Linked DNA regions of Mus musculus: region 1 is linked to region 2. Evidence: chromatin contacts called from public HiChIP or PLAC-seq data. All regions are on one chromosome and are shown on one strand. Each heading gives the region's core, a stretch centred on a gene start, on an enhancer-like site or on the middle of the called end of the contact. The rest is flanking DNA. Distances are from core to core; before and after follow the strand shown.

The links. HiChIP or PLAC-seq counts read pairs in DNA pulled down with a chosen protein or histone mark.
Region 1: an H3K4me3 HiChIP or PLAC-seq map of embryonic stem cells shows a contact between it and region 2, with 19 read pairs. The contact joins the promoter of Dgcr6 here to the enhancer-like site in region 2. A contact is called at or near these places in 2 of 39 promoter capture datasets (3T3-L1-derived adipocytes and HPC-7-derived erythroid cells), 1 of 484 Hi-C or Micro-C datasets (brown adipocytes), 2 of 115 datasets of contacts at active chromatin or transcription factors (both in embryonic stem cells) and 3 of 9 other capture datasets (adipose tissue, liver and pancreatic islet).

What each region holds. Positions count from the first base shown.
Region 1 is chr16:18,062,475-18,069,878 of GRCm38.p6, forward strand. Dgcr6 (DiGeorge syndrome critical region gene 6) reads left to right here and starts at 3,929. Exons shown (of 5, transcript NM_001289814.1): 1 at 3,929-4,125; 2 at 4,222-4,382; 3 at 6,950-7,050. The coding sequence starts at 4,016.
Region 2 is chr16:18,012,571-18,020,430 of GRCm38.p6, forward strand. No RefSeq gene overlaps it. Among named protein-coding and RNA genes, the nearest start is that of Vpreb2, 36 kb to the left of the region's middle. Within about 2 kb of position 5,066, at least 9 of the 459 cell types and tissues checked have an H3K27ac peak or open chromatin away from gene starts, as enhancers often do. A contact at or near this core is called in embryonic stem cells, where this site is marked.

The DNA of each region.
Region 1 (7,404 bases), core at 2,679-5,178, 49 kb after region 2:
TGGTAGATAGCATTTAAAACAAGTGTCATTGAGCAAAATGTTACATGCAGTGTACAATGCTTAAGAAAGTCTTTCTCAGAGATGATAATATGCTTTGTTATTCACACACCAAGCTGTTAAAGAGAGTTAAAAAGCATATCCCCAAAGTATGTATTATGTACACCACACATAGCTAAATACAGTGTTCCTCTGAGATAACAACAGCACCTAAGTCAGCTAAGTCTAGTGGTGCTCACTGTGGGAAACTTGTAGACACAGCATCGCCTCAAGTCAGTGTTCCACTCGCACAGTCTTGTATATGAAGACTTCGTACCCACACCACCTTCTGTGAGGCTGGTTTTATAGAGAAAGTGCAATATAAAGTCATTCACAAATCTGCCCCTTAATAAACACAAAGATGAGACCTGTATGGATAGACAGTGTCAGATGGACAATGCTAAGCATTCATGGGGATGAAGTGAGGCTTCCTGACCAATGTGGCAAATGCTGCTAAGTACAGTATTTGGAAGGCAGAGGCCCGAGGATCTCTGTGAGTCTCAGGCCAGCCTGGACTGCATAGTGAGTTCCAGGACAACCAAGGCTATACACAGAGACCCTGTCTTATAATACATAGACAGACAGACAGACAGATAGATAATGCAGTACTGGAACCCTATCTTTCTAAGCACAGTGTTTCAATCTCAATCACTCATGTACTTAAACACAGATTAAATATATTTATAATGCACATACATATTTGTATATATATATATATGTGTGTGTGTGTGTGCTGATACCTCACCACACACACACACACACACACACACACATAGATGACCAATGTCTTACACACAGTGTATGCTGCTGAACAAAATGATTCATAGATTTAACCTGCACCCAGTCATTCAGGAAGTCTGATGTTCTCAGTACAGAGACCAGTCTTATGTGCACAGCCCAACAATATAGCACGACTTGCTTTCCAATACCTTTGGCTGCTGTATGGTATTTCATAATCCACAGTGACCAAGTGTGCCTCTAGTCTCCACAGTCCCATCAGCAGCTGTCCTAATGCACCTGCTCTGCTGTCACATGACAACACAGTCTAAGTGAGTGGTGAGTGTATCCTCTCCCATAAGCTGTGTGACACATATGTGACATGAATAGGATGAATGTCCCCTCTTTAAGTCACTGCAGGGTTTGGTATATGCCACAGTGACATAGTGCATCTGAGGTTTATGATCTTTGATGTTACATGACATCCTCAGTAACACTGTAACATGAATCAAGGTCTGGTCCATCTGTGAGCTCTTATAATTATTAGATAAGTATTATATATTAGATGTGTTATGTAGTGACACAAACTGACAAAAAAATGTGCCTCAGTTGTCATATATCATATGTAACATGGTGCAAGCCAATTTGAGCCTTCTCTGAGCTGTTGGGTAGTACCATGTATTACACAGTGACATGTGACTGATGCCTCTCTCTTCTCAGCTGATATATATATATATATATATATATATATATATATATATATATATATATATATTTAGAGAGAGAGAGAGATCTCAGGCCTGTATTCCATCTTATATTGTACATGACATTTTATATAGGTTGAAGGCCCAGACCTGATATGCTTACAGCCTCCTTGGTCTAACAGCTGAGAAGAAACACATTCCTTATTCTCATAAGGACAGATTGCAGCCCTGGCATCACAATATCACAGGTGACATCACCTTATCCCTATGGCAGACTGTGGCTCACTGTCTGCATGCCATCTCTGGACTGCCATACTAAGCAACAGGGAAAAAGCTATTAACTCTGGCCTCCACTCCTGATCATCTTAATGTGCCACATATGCACAACGGCCTGATGTGACACAGCACAGTGCTCTCTAGTCTCCTCTGGGTCACTGTGGAGAATCATTACGTAATATGGCAGTCTCCATCCATCCTCCCAGCTGTCATACGATGTCTTACATGATTTAGTGACATGATATGTCAGAGGCATGTATCTTCCATTAGCTGTCATGTGATATCACAGATGGCATGGTACCATGGTTGCTCTAGCCTTCATCCTTCTCAGCTGTCATAGGCTGTAATATGTGGCCTACGGGACATTGTGGGGTACACACTAATACTATGTGTTTCAGGCATGTGTCCCTGTTTAGGATCTGTTTGTATCCTAATTGGTGTGCTAAAAAGATGTTCAAGGATTGCTCACACTCCAATATCCAGAGTTGAGTATGTGAACAATTAATGACTTTCTTTTGGAGCCAGGGTCTACTGCATCTCAGGCCAGCCTGGAACTCACTATGTAGCCAAAGATGCCCCTGCGCATCCGACCATGCCTACAATTCCTGAGTACTGGAATCACAGACATGCGCCACCATGCCTGGTTTCTGTGATACTGCACATAGAACCCCACTGCATCTTGAATGCTAGGCAACGCTCTACCAACTAAGCTACATCCCCAGCTGCAGATCGTGACTTTTAAATGTCTGATTTAAATGATTCACCATAATTTGGTATACTGTCAACATTAAATTACAGTTACTTTGGAGTATATTTATTCATGCAAATTATTTCTCCATGCACAGGTGTTTCAGAGGCTTTTCTATTGCTGCGAGGACACCATGAACAAGGCAACTTACAGAAGGGTTTGTTGGGGGTCTTACAGCTTCAGAAGGTGACTCCAGGACCACCATGGTAGAGAGCATGGCACCAGCCAGGTAGGCAGGTATGGCCCTGGGGAAGTAGCTGATAGCTTATATCTTAATTCAAAAGCATGAGGTGGTGCTGGTAGTGATGAGACAAGAGAAAGAGACAGACAGACAGACAGACAGACAGACAGACACACTCACACAGAGAGACAGAGAGTCAGAAAGAGACAGACAGAGACACAGAGAGAGAGAGAGACAAAGAGAGACACAGAGACAGAGGTAGAGAGACATACAGAGACAGACATACAGAGACAGACAGACAGACAGAGAATGTATGGATGGTGTATGTTTTAAAATCTCAAAACCAGCCCTCAGTGACACTCTTTCTCCAATAAAGCCACACCTCCTAATCCTTCCTTAGTAATTCCACCAACTGGGGACCAAGTTTCCAAATATCTGAGGCTATGGGGTCATTTGCATTCAAACTTCACAAGGTTTCTTCACTGTAATTTATGTTACCCAGATCTGAATTCACTACTTCAGAGCTTATCGTGGCAAAAGGGAAAACAAAAAGAAAGTAACCAGGATGATTCAACAGAGTTATATTTTTAAAATAGTAATAAAAGGGAAAAAGATGGCACATCAGGGAATGTAATTTTTATTTAAAAAAACGCTGTAGGAAGGTGTCATTTCTCTTATTCATGCTGCAAACTAAATTATGAATGTGGACACTGTCAGGGGCTGGGGCTGGCTCAGTAGGTAAAGGACTGTTGAGCCAGCATGAATTCAACTTCACAAGACTCTTTTCTCATCTACTCTCCACTTCCAGGCAGTCGCTGAGGTTTCCTTGTGGGGGTGGGGTATCCTTTAACGCTAATAAAATTGTCCTAAAGTCTTTTATTAATGAGAATAAGAACCCTAAAGAGAAGCTGGCTCTCCTCCGTACTGTTTTCCTGAGGTCCCCCAGGGTGGATCACAACCCGCTGGGAGTGTCCAGCTTCCAGTGGCCTCAGTCTGCGCACACTAGGCGCAGGCCAGACTGGCTTCTTTAAAACACCCAGCAGGCCAGAGTTGCTTCTTTAAAACACCAGAATGCAGAGCCCTGGGCGCGCACCTCCAAGGTCAGCACCACTTGGGAGCTCAGCGAGCCCCTATTTCTTCTCCCTAGGACAAAGCGCTTACAAGCAGTCTCCCTGGTGGGTGGAGCGCGTCTTATTGTGCCTGACGCACCACGGTGAACGGCCGGAGACCGACCGGAGGGGCGGGGCGCATGCGTCGTTCGCGCTGGAGAATGACGTGAGGGGGCGGGGCGCGCCGGGGCACCCTAGGAGACCGAGTAGAGGGGCGGCGGGGGACCGCGCGGTAAACCGCGCGATGGACCGCTATGCGGCCGCCGGGGATGAGGCGGCGGATCGGGCCCGGCAGCAGGAGCGGCACTACCAGCTGCTGTCAGCACTACAGAGCCTGGTCAAGGAGCTGCCCAGGTGCGCGGCGACGGGCGGCGGGAGGACCGGGGCCGGGGCCGGGGCCGGAGCCGGGGCCAGGGCCGCGGCCGCGCTCACCCGGCGATCTACCCGCAGCTCCTTTCAGCAGCGCCTGTCCTACACCACGCTCAGCGACTTGGCCCTGGCGCTGCTCGACGGAACGGTGTTTGAAATCGTGCAGGGTCTTCTGGAGATTCAGCACCTCACTGAGAAGAGCCTCTACAACCAGAGACTGCGGCTGCAGAACGAACACCGAGGTGCAGGGGGCGACGGGACCTTCCCTAGGGCGTCCCTAGCCGCGGGAGCCTCGGGTCAGGGGGTGCAGAGCCATGCTGATCCTTTTAGTCTGCTGTCCAGAAACTTCTTACTCGCGTTCCCTAGAGTACCCACATCCTCCTAGGCTTGATGGACCTCGCTGCTTGTAGGTCTGTTGATAGCTGTGTGCTACCACAGAGATAATCCATTATTCCAGCACCTTCCCATTGAGTATCAGGCTTGATCACCTCCTCCTATAAATTATACTAGGCATCTTCCGTTGTACCATCAGATCTCCTTTCCATTTTATTTGTTCAAGCTTGACTCGGTTCAAACATTTTAGGAAAGAATAGTGTGACGATGTCCCCATGCTACGTTATAGATCTTTGGGCTTTGTTATTGCTTTGGATTTTGAAACTGAGGACTGAACCCAGGGCTTCTCACCTGCTAAGCAGGTTTTCTATATTGGGCTACATTTACATGCAAACATACTCTGCCTTTCTGGCAATGCCTGTGTGCTGCCAGACAGGATTTTCCCATTAGAGATAGGTGTTGGATTTTGTTGAAATCTTTTGCAGTTCCTGTGGAGATGATCAGATGGTTTTGCTGTTACTCTCGTGAGACATTGATTTCTAAATCCCAGAAAGGAATTGTATTCTAGGAATGCATCTTGTAATATTTGTGTGGGGATGAAGGTAATGCCTCAGAATGTGTTGAGAAGTCTCTTGTTCTCCGAGAGCTTTAGTTCTTCACCAAATGTTTGAGTGGCTGTGCTTTTTCTTTTTTTTTTTTTTTTTTTTAATAATTTTTTTTTTTAGATTTATTTATTTATTATATGTAAGTACACTGTAGCTGTCTTCAGACACACCAGAAGAGGGCGTCAGATCTTGTTACGGATGGTTGTGAGCCACCATGTGGTTGCTGGGACTTGAACTCCGGACCTTTGGAAGAGCAGTCGGGTGCTCTTACCCACTGAGCCATCTCACCAGCCCGGCTGTGCTTTTCTTTATTCTTTTTAATGTTTTGATGGAGGTATGTGGTATATCTAGTTCACAAGCCTAAAGTACACGACTAAGTTCATTCTTTTCCATTTTGGTTTTCCGAGACTGTTCCTCTGTGTTGTCTAGAGCTGGCTGTCCTGTCTCAGCCTCTCCAGTGGTGAAATTCCAAGTCTGGGCCAGGCCCTACCTTGCTCATCCTTTCCAGTAAGCAGGAGGAGGCTTTGTTCCTTCTGTTGCTTCCACCATTCTTCCAGCACTTGCTTCCATCACCAGGAAGGAAAGACACCACTGACTTCTTCTTCCCCTGATTTCACTGTGGAGCTGCTCATCATCCTATAGAGCCCTTTTGGGTGGGATGTTCTTGGTACCTGCTTCAAGCCTTTGCTAGTTGTCTTTCAGAAGGCTTGAACTAGGCTGATACACCTGGCAGTGAGTGCCTCTGCTGCCTTCAGCCAGATACAGAAGGTGGTGGCTGGCATGGGCCACCTTGCTGTCCTTGGACATTACCATGGCCAGGTCCCTAGTGAGCAGGGAGCCAGTGTGGACTCTGGGAACTGACCTGGGATGTTCTGCAGTATTGGATAAGTGGACTGAAGGAGATGATGTCTCACACATGTACCTGCTGCCCCAAGCCTTCTGACTACTTCATATTCACTGCAACCAGACAAGCAGGCCATCTCTTCTTTGCCCTTGTGTTGATGAACTTATGATAGACTAAGTCAGTTTCAAACAGCAATGATAAATGGTATCACTGGGGTACATAAAATGCCAAGACCTAGGGGAGGCTGTAAGCACTGCCGAGGCTGTCAGATTTAAGGGAACCCCAGGGACCCTTCTGAATAGAGCTGTCCCATGAATCTCCTCTAGGAATAAAGGTGTTGGCTTTCTCAGAGCCGGCCAGCCACACTCGTGTTTTTGGGTGTGGTGCGCTCCGTTTTGTGATAGTGAGTACTTAGCACCCTGTGCTCCCTTCTCTCTCTGCCCGTTAGGGCATGTCTACGTGTGTGGCAGTTTACCAGGGACTGGGTACTTTGCTTGCTAGCAGAGGGTAAGGACTTCCCAGCACAGAACCCTGTAGGCTCACAGTATGTGGCTTCACCTCCTGGCTGCCAAGCAGGGGCTGCTCTGCTTACCCATAGGGTAGCACCAAGCTTGATTCAACACACTGCACCACTGGCAGACAGAGCCCCCTTCCTCCTTGTATGGGCTTTGAGCTCTTGAATGCTTAAGTACTCACCCAGAGTCCCTGTGTGATATCCTTTGGAGGATGTCCAAGAAAGCTAGAACTGGGCCACCTGAGACCAAAGGCCACCTGCCTCAGGCACCTGTCTGCCCCCTGTTCCTGCCCTGGTTGTACTGAGCTCTGATCTTTGCTATACCTGCCTAACCTACACAGCCCTGTCAGCACCGTGGAGGTAAAGGAGGGTGCTGGTTGAGAGCAGTCCTTGAGGGACTAAAACTCCCCACAGCTTTCTGGGAAGTGCTTCCTTGAACTAGACCTCTCACCCAGCTGCCCCTGTCTTCCCAACACCTGCTTTTGCTGATGGACCTCTCTCCCTTCCTCACAGTGCTCAGACAGACTCTAAGGCAGAAGCACCTGGAAGCCCAGCAGTCCTGCCGGCCCCACAACTTGCCAGTGCTCCAGGCAGCTCAGCAGCGTGAGCTGGAGGTAGGAGTTGGGACTAGATGGCTAGGCCTGACTCCTCATGGGTACTAGCTGGCTCAGTGGCGGGGCTGAGGGTGGTCCAAGGCAGAGCTAATGGGTGCTGAAGGGTTGGTGAACTCATGACTTTTTCCCATGGTGACTGAGGAGAGTCACAGCCCATCTGTCACTCCCCTGTCCTGGCAAACAAGCATCTCTGTGCTTATAGAGCAGTCACTGAGTTGGGACCCTGCCCTTTCCATCTCAGGTGATGAAGCACAATGTTGAGATGACAAAGACCAGTCAGGAAGAGGCCAGGGAGCTCAGGGGCAGATGTAGACCCTCAGGAAATCAACAAGCCTTGATGCTGGGGATGAGGGC
Region 2 (7,860 bases), core at 3,816-6,315:
TGTAGAGGACAAGAAAGGGTCGAGTGTATCTGGATCTGTTGGTTTCTGTTTTGTGTGTTTTTGTGTATGTGTTTAGAGCTATGTAAAAATCTAAAAAAAAAAGCAAAGGTAATTCTCATAGGTGCTTTATACCCTGACTAGAGATAGTTTACACCTGAAATGTGAGAAAATGGGTTTTAAGAAAAGTAGTACTCTCCGACTATCTGGAGATAATTTGGTAATAAAATAAAATAAAATAAACAGTATTAATTGGTCTTTGGAGCCCTGCATCTGTAGTTAGGAATCTAGTGTGGCCGGAGAAGCCCTGCTAGGCGCTGATTATAAACGCTGCTCTTATAGGGATGAGCAGCTTCTCAAGTTCTATGGTAAGGGAACAGATGGCTGCTTTTCCTACAAAAATCTCTGTGCTTGTGATTATTGGATTCATCAGGTGACAAGGTGCTCCTCTCTTGAAATTACAGCTAGAAAAATTAAGAATTTTGTTTGGCTTAAATGAGCAAATGTATACGGCCATTTCATTTTTGTTTCTAAATAGTTTCAAAAGTATAAATATGTTTTATATGTCTTGGTTATAGATTAGTGGCTCATAAGTTATTGGTTATGATTAAAAATTTGTAACATTGGTAACAAAAAGTTGACTTAAAACTGGTAACTCTGGGTTAGAGTAATTTAGAACTACAACATGCAGCATGAGACAACCCATAGGAACAGGTCTCTAAAGATACGCCTAAATTGGGTAATATTCTATGAGTTCTTATCCTAGAAACCCGATTTATAATAGATATATTGGCGACTACACCTTCTTGTGTTTGTGTGCAGGAACGGACAGCCAAACTTTGTAGCAAGTAATGTTTTTAGAGTTCATTTTTAAAAAAAATTGTTTTCACTGTTAAAATTGGGTTTTGCTCCTCAAAATTGTGGTTGTACTCTCATGTTACAAGAGAAATTGAAGGCTTCTCCCGAATTGGAGCCACCAGCTAAATCGGCTCCTCTAAAATCTATAAAGCCTCCTGAGTGGCCTAGTCCACAACCTTCCCCTTATCCACAGCCTCGACCCCAGCCGCTGAGGGAACCCCAAACCCCTTGGGGTGTTGAGAGGTGGACCGCTGTGAGTACATGGAGCCACAGGGAGCCTCAGAGCGCTGAGTCTGGGCGGACTCTGGTGGACCCGCCCAAACTTTAACCCTTTGGTATTGGTCATTTTCCTCTGCTGGTATTTATAACTGGAAAATTAACCACCCCCTTTCTCAAGATCCCCAACGCCTCACAGGGTTGGTGGAGTTCCTTATGTTCTCTCATCAGCCTACTTTAGACGACTGTCAACAGCGGTTGCAGATGCTCTTAACAATCGAAGAGCCAGAGAGAATTCTGTTAGAGGCTAGAAAAATAGCCCGGAAGCCAACAGGTGGTCTACACAGCTACAAAATGAGATCGACATGGGATTCCCTTTGACTCGCCCCAGTTGGAACTGCAACATGGCTAAAGGTAGGGAGAGCTTAAAAATCTATCGCCAGGCTCCGGTCTCCAAGGTGCCTCAAGACGGGCCCACTAATTTGGCTAAGGTAAGAGGTAATACAGGGGCCGATCGAACCTCCCTCGTGTTCCTTGAAAGGCTTATGGAAGCCTTCAGGCAGATCACTCCCTTTGATCTTACCTAGGAAGCCCAGAAGGCCTCAGTGGCCATGGCCTTTCATAAGGCAGTCAGCTCCCGATATCAGAAAAAAACTTCAGAGATTAAAAGGTGTATTATGAGAGAGAGAGACAGTCATTCTATCTAGTAAAAGAGGCAGAGAAAGTGTGTGTGTGTGAGAGAGAGAGAGGCGGGAGGCAGAAAAAAGAAAAAACAGGAGGGATCTTAGACAAGAGAAAAAGTTGACTAAAATCTTGGCCACAGTGATAGAAAAAAAAAAAAAAAGACAGGATTTAGACAGGAAACCTGGACAACTGAAGACCGAGCCTCAGCTAAAGAGGCTCAGCTCTGTGTCAGACTGAAGTTACTTATTTGGGATACACCCTTCGAGGTGAAAAGCAGTGGCTAAAAGAAGCCAGAAAAAGACTGTAACTCAGATTCCCACCCCAACTACACCAAGGCAAGTAAGAGAATTCTTGGGTACTGCTGGCTTCTACAGACTCTAGATACCGGGTTGGCGACCTTAGCTGCCCAGTTGTACCCCCTAACCAAAGAAGGGGAGGTGTTTGTGTGGACCCCAGATCACCAGAAAGCCTTTAAAGAGATTAAAAAGGCCCTACTGATGGCCAGCCTATGCCTGACCTAACCAAGCCTTTCACTCTTTATGTGAAAGAGAGAGCAGGGGTCACCAGAAGAGTCCTTACTCAGACTTTGAGACTTTGAAAAAGGCCAGTGACTTACCTATCCAAGAAGCTACACCCTGTTGCCAGCGGGTGGTTTTCTTGCCTGAAAGCTATTGCTGCCATAATCTGCTTGTCAAGGATGCTGATAAGCTCACTCTGGGACAGCAAATAAGAGTGTAGTGGCATCCCACACTCTTGAAAGCATTACCAACGCTCCTGTGACACATCAGAGCTTTTTGTTGTCTAAATGAGTGACCTTCGCTTCATTCCACCTGCTGTCCCACTGCGTGAGACTGCACCTACTCATCACTGCGCTGACATTCTGGCAGAAGAAATAATCTGAAATATCAGATCAGCCTTGGCCTGAGGGTACGAGCTGGTACGCTGATGACAGTAGCCTCGAGGTTAAAGGTAAGCAGAAGGCGGGGACAGCAGTATGGTGGTGAACAGAAAACAAGTGATCTAGGCCAGCAGCCTTCCTGAGGGACATCGGCCCAGAAAGCTAAACTTGTGACTTTAAGACAAGCTCTATAAATAAAAAAAGAAAAGTCTACACTGACAACAGGTATGCTTTTGCCACTGTACGGGGCAATATACAAAGAGAGCTGTTGACATCTACAGAAAAAGACCTAAGATGCTGTGGCTAAAGAAAATCAGATGGCAGATCTAACTGCCAAACAGGTGGCCCAAGGAGCAATGATCCTGGCAGTCAAGGAGCCTAAAGATTATTATAACATCCGAGAGACCAGCTTTAGATACACCCCTGAGCACTATCAAGTTATGGACAGTATTTGACTTGGCCTGGGGGCCAAGAAATTCAAAGGCGTGGTTAGGTCCTTTGACTACTATGTTACAGGACTTTCTGACTTGACAAAAAAAAAAAAGAGTCAAAAGCTGCAAGGCCTGTGCTATGACGAGGTAAAATTTCTAAAAAAAAACCTTCCCAAGGTAATAGACCTGCCTTTGTTGCCCAGGTAAATCAAAGACTGGCCAAGATATTAGAGATTGGTTAAAAGTTACATTGTGCATGCAGGCCCCAAAGCTCAGGACAGGTAGAAAAAATGAATAAAACCATTAAGAGACCCTTACCAAATTGACAGCGGAGACTGGCGCTATGATTAGATAGCTCTCCTACCCTTTGTGCTCTTCAGGGATAGAAACACCCCTGGACAGTTTAGACTGACCCCCCTATAAATTACTCTACAGGGGGCCCCCTCCACTGGTAAAAATAGCCTCTGTACATAGTGCTGACATGCTGCTTTCCCAGCCTTTGTTCTCTAGGCTCAAGGTGCTCCAGTGAGTGAGACAGCGAGCAAAAAAGCAGCTCCAGAAGGCCTACTCAAGAGAAGAAGACCTGCTACATTAGACGTCTCCACACAGAAAACCTTAAGACTCCGGTGGAAAGGCCCTTATCTTGTACTCTTGATGACCCTACTTTCTACCTTTATGGGACCCCTTTTGATTTTGCTTCTGCTTTTAATTATAGGTCCATGTATGTTAAATAGGCAAGTCACCTTTATTAAAACAAAAATTAGTACAGTGTGGCTTTTAGTTTTAAAACAACAGTACCATGCCCTAAAGTAAAGGATCAAGTATGTCAGAAAAAAATAGTGTCTAGTTCTAAGATTAGAACTACTAACAAGTAGAAGGGGGGAATGAAAGTATAACAACGTAAAAACAGAATTCTAGGCCTTTAGGCCCAGGCTTGGGAATGTGGCCTTTGTAAAGGTATGCTAATCATAAAGCAAATTGCGACATTCCTCCATCCACCCGCTTCCTGGGTTCAAAGAGTGCTCATTTAAAGAAAGTCACCCAGAACCTGCAATGCAAATGTGCTATTGTTAGGGGCTCTTAGAAGCTGTCTTGAGAGTTAACAATTACCAGGTATTCTTTGTGACTCTTGTAACTTTACACTTCCTTGTGACTCTTAACTGGTATCTTTGGTATCTTCCAACAACGCCCTCCCCACTTCCTTAAGTTGTGGTTCCTTCCTTTAAATACCCCCTTACCCAGCTACTCGGGGCGCCATGGTCCTCTACCCCTGCGTGGTGTATGACTATGGTCCCGAGAGCGCTCTTGAATAAAAATCCTCTTGCAATTTGCAGCAAGACCTGTTTCTTGTGGGTGATTTTGGGGTGTCACCTCTCCTGAGTCAGAACGTGGGGGAGTCAGAACGTTGTGGGTCTTTCAAACTCTAGCTTCCATAAGTTATCTTGGTCATGATGTTCTATGACAGCAACAGAGAACTAACTAACACTCCTACCCGTCCTGTGAGGTCACTGGGGCCTTCAGGCTACATGTGTTGTGACAAAGAAGTTATCTCTGAGTGGGGGATCTACACCCTTGCTAAACAGGTGTGAGTGTATATGACTCATCTGATTATAACAAAAAGATGGTAAATAAGAAAACAAATCTCAGAGGGAGGTCTTCTGACCTGGGAACCATCCACGCAGGATTGACAGAAATACCTGTGGCAGAGAACCTGAATTACTAATGATAGGGGACCACCTCTGTGGGGCGCCCGCCCCTTCTAGATTCCACTGCTGGGAGTGTGATTGATTATCTGAGAACCAGTCATGCCATGACTGGCCTTATAGAAAATACAGATTAAGGTAATGGTGGTCACTTCATCTCCAAAGTATTGGAAGGCATTATAAAAAGTTTACATAAAGGACCACCCATCGTACGCCTCAGCAGTCTCCCTCCTCAGGCAAAACTGAAAGGCAGAGTCAGCCCTTTATACAGCCGAGCACTCCAGACACTGAGCTAATTCTAGACACAGCACAGCCTTGGACCAAGTGCTTACCCATGACGTTGCTTAGACCCCTTTCCATCCCTCAAGAGCACCTAGTGCTGTCGCCCTATGAAATGCTGCAAGTATTGCCGTGCCTGGAAAGGGCCATTGACCATCCTGTCTGTAGTGGTTTGAATAAGAATGACTCATATATTTGAATTCTTAGTCTCCAGGGAGCAGAAAAAAATTAGAAGGATTAGGAGGTGTGGCCTTGTTGGAGAAAGTATGTCATGGGGGAGGGCTTTGAGGCTTCAAAAGCCCACACAAAATCCTCTCTCTTTTTCTCCCAATCTCTCTCTCCATCCCCCCCCCCCCCAGCCCCTTTCTCGATCTTTCCCTCCTCTCCTGATACGCACACTCCAGTGAAGCCTGCCTGGCAGGCCGAGAGGCCTGGAAGCACTCATGAGGCAAAGAGTTTCAGAGAAACTCACCTCCTGGAACCTTGGCATTCTCATAACTTGTATACTCATACCCTATCCCTGAGTTAGTCTGGTGTATGGATCCACGTGCTCTCTTTTAGTATTATTTTATTATAAATGCCTTTTAAGATTGAATTCTGACATAGCTAAGCCTTCGCCAGTGTTCCAACATCCTAAAAAATCTTTGAAGCCGACAAACTTGGAATTCAGTAGGAATTCAGTGAGAAGGTGACCTATTCAGTAACATTCAAATTTACTTCTAGTAGAGATGGTGAAACTAATTAGGCATTAGAAAGAGCGGAACTGGAATAGCTCAGGGCTAGTCTGCAGAGTGATTACTTAGGACAGTAACCAGTCTCACCCAAACAAGGGAATACACAATGGCCTAGCTAATAGGTGGGTTTACCATGTAAGAGTTAGGGAATCCCACTGAGACAAGAATCTTCACTACAGCCAGATATAGCAGGCTACATTGCATATTAGAAGCAAGTTGGTGAATTCTTCTGACAAATGGAGATTCTCCACAGATACTTAAAAAAACAGCCAAGTTACACTCATACAAGAATTTACCAAGGCCTAGGAAATAGGAGGTTTGTGGTATTGCATTATTCATGAGAAGGTCTGCTAGAGCACAACCCCCTGGTGCTAGCTTTCATAAGGCTCAAAGGAGTAGCACAAATTGTGACTAGGGTGTGAAATCCTTACCTGTCATTAGCTGACCCTAAGCAGAGCTGTTTTATCTTTACTGTAAATATTACCTGGTTCCTGAAAGTCCTTTTGAAGTCATTCCTTTGTTTTGTGTCAGGTAATTTCAATGTACTTTGCCTGCTGTGACATCCTACCCCCTTTATTTTCTGTATTATATAAGACTGGTGTTCAGTTTGTGACATACATTCAGATTCTATACAATCTCCTGTGTTGAGTCTGTCTGTCAGTCATTCTCCGACTCCTTGTCCACCTGTAACCAGAGACCCGTTCTACGCAGACAAGGGACCAAGAGGGTCTGCAGCACTCTCCTTCTCTCTCTGCTCATGGAATAGGATGTAGCCTTCACTATTTCTCCAGCACCACACTTGCCTGGCGACGTGCTCTCTGCCATGATAATACTGGATCAAGCGTCTGAAACTGCAAGCAAGTCCTAATTCAATGCATTCGTTATAAGGGTTGCCTTGGCCACAGCATCTCTTCACAGCAATAGAGCAGTAACAGAGGCATCATCTATGAAATGCTGTATCGATTGTCATGCCTGGCAAGGGCCATCGACCTTCCCATCATGGAAACTAGTGATCAGTTTCTCAGAGGTCCCATGGGGCCTCCCTTCCATTTGCTTTCTCTTAGGTTACAAGGCCTCTCCCACTTACCCAGACCACCACTCAAGTTGCCAACGCTTTCTTTACAGCTTGAGGACCAAATGTTAATAAAAAGCTGAAAAGAAAATTGAAATGGACCAGGGCTCCTCATCAGGGCACTACTGTGCGGTCTCTTCATAGACGGTGGTATCTGAAAAATCAGTGAGCCCATGCATAAGACAATTAGTCCAACACCTAATTAAAATAGCAGTGACCACATAGCTAGTTTCTGCCCTTCCTCTATGTCCCATACCTCAAAGCAGGAAATGTTAGGTGAATTTAAAGAATGACAAGGCACTGTGAAAGGGGAAACTGTGGGGATTTAAATGAAATGTGTTGTGTTTTCTACCCAAGGTTTAAAAGAGTCAAAAGAAATTCCATTTTTTAAAAAAAGCTGTTTTACAAACACCACCTGCAAAAATCCCTGCCCAAGTCAGCATTTCTCTAGGATCAAAGTACTTTGCTTCTAACTGCATTGATCTCACTAACCAGCCATGTAAGAGTTTGGGAAGGAGGGGGGGGTGAGGAGGCAGAGTCAAGTTCTGAGCACTCGGAGTGAGGCACAGGACCCCTTTTCGTTAAGAATGATACTTGCTTGATTTGGCATGGCTACATATCCTCCTTTCTGCAGAGAACTTTTCCCCTTGAAATACTTTGGATTGTGTGGTCTCTTTTCCTGAGACCCCAGACCTATTTCTTAGACCCCGAGACCTCTGCTTTCTCTGAGAGGTTCTAAGCTTCTGCCTCGATCACACCCCTCTGGGAATGTGACATGACCAGGACAGAGCCTGCAGGTATACCTGAGTCTTGCTTCTCCTGCTACTTTAGTCATCTCAAGGGACTGTGGCATCCCTGGCTCACCATTGCATACCCAAAACCTTTCCATGACCAGAAACCTCATCATTAATCCCTACCTTACCTTTAAAGCAAGGAGCAAGAGAAAGATCTTCCCATGGCTGCAAGCCCCTGGTGCTGCTACCGTACT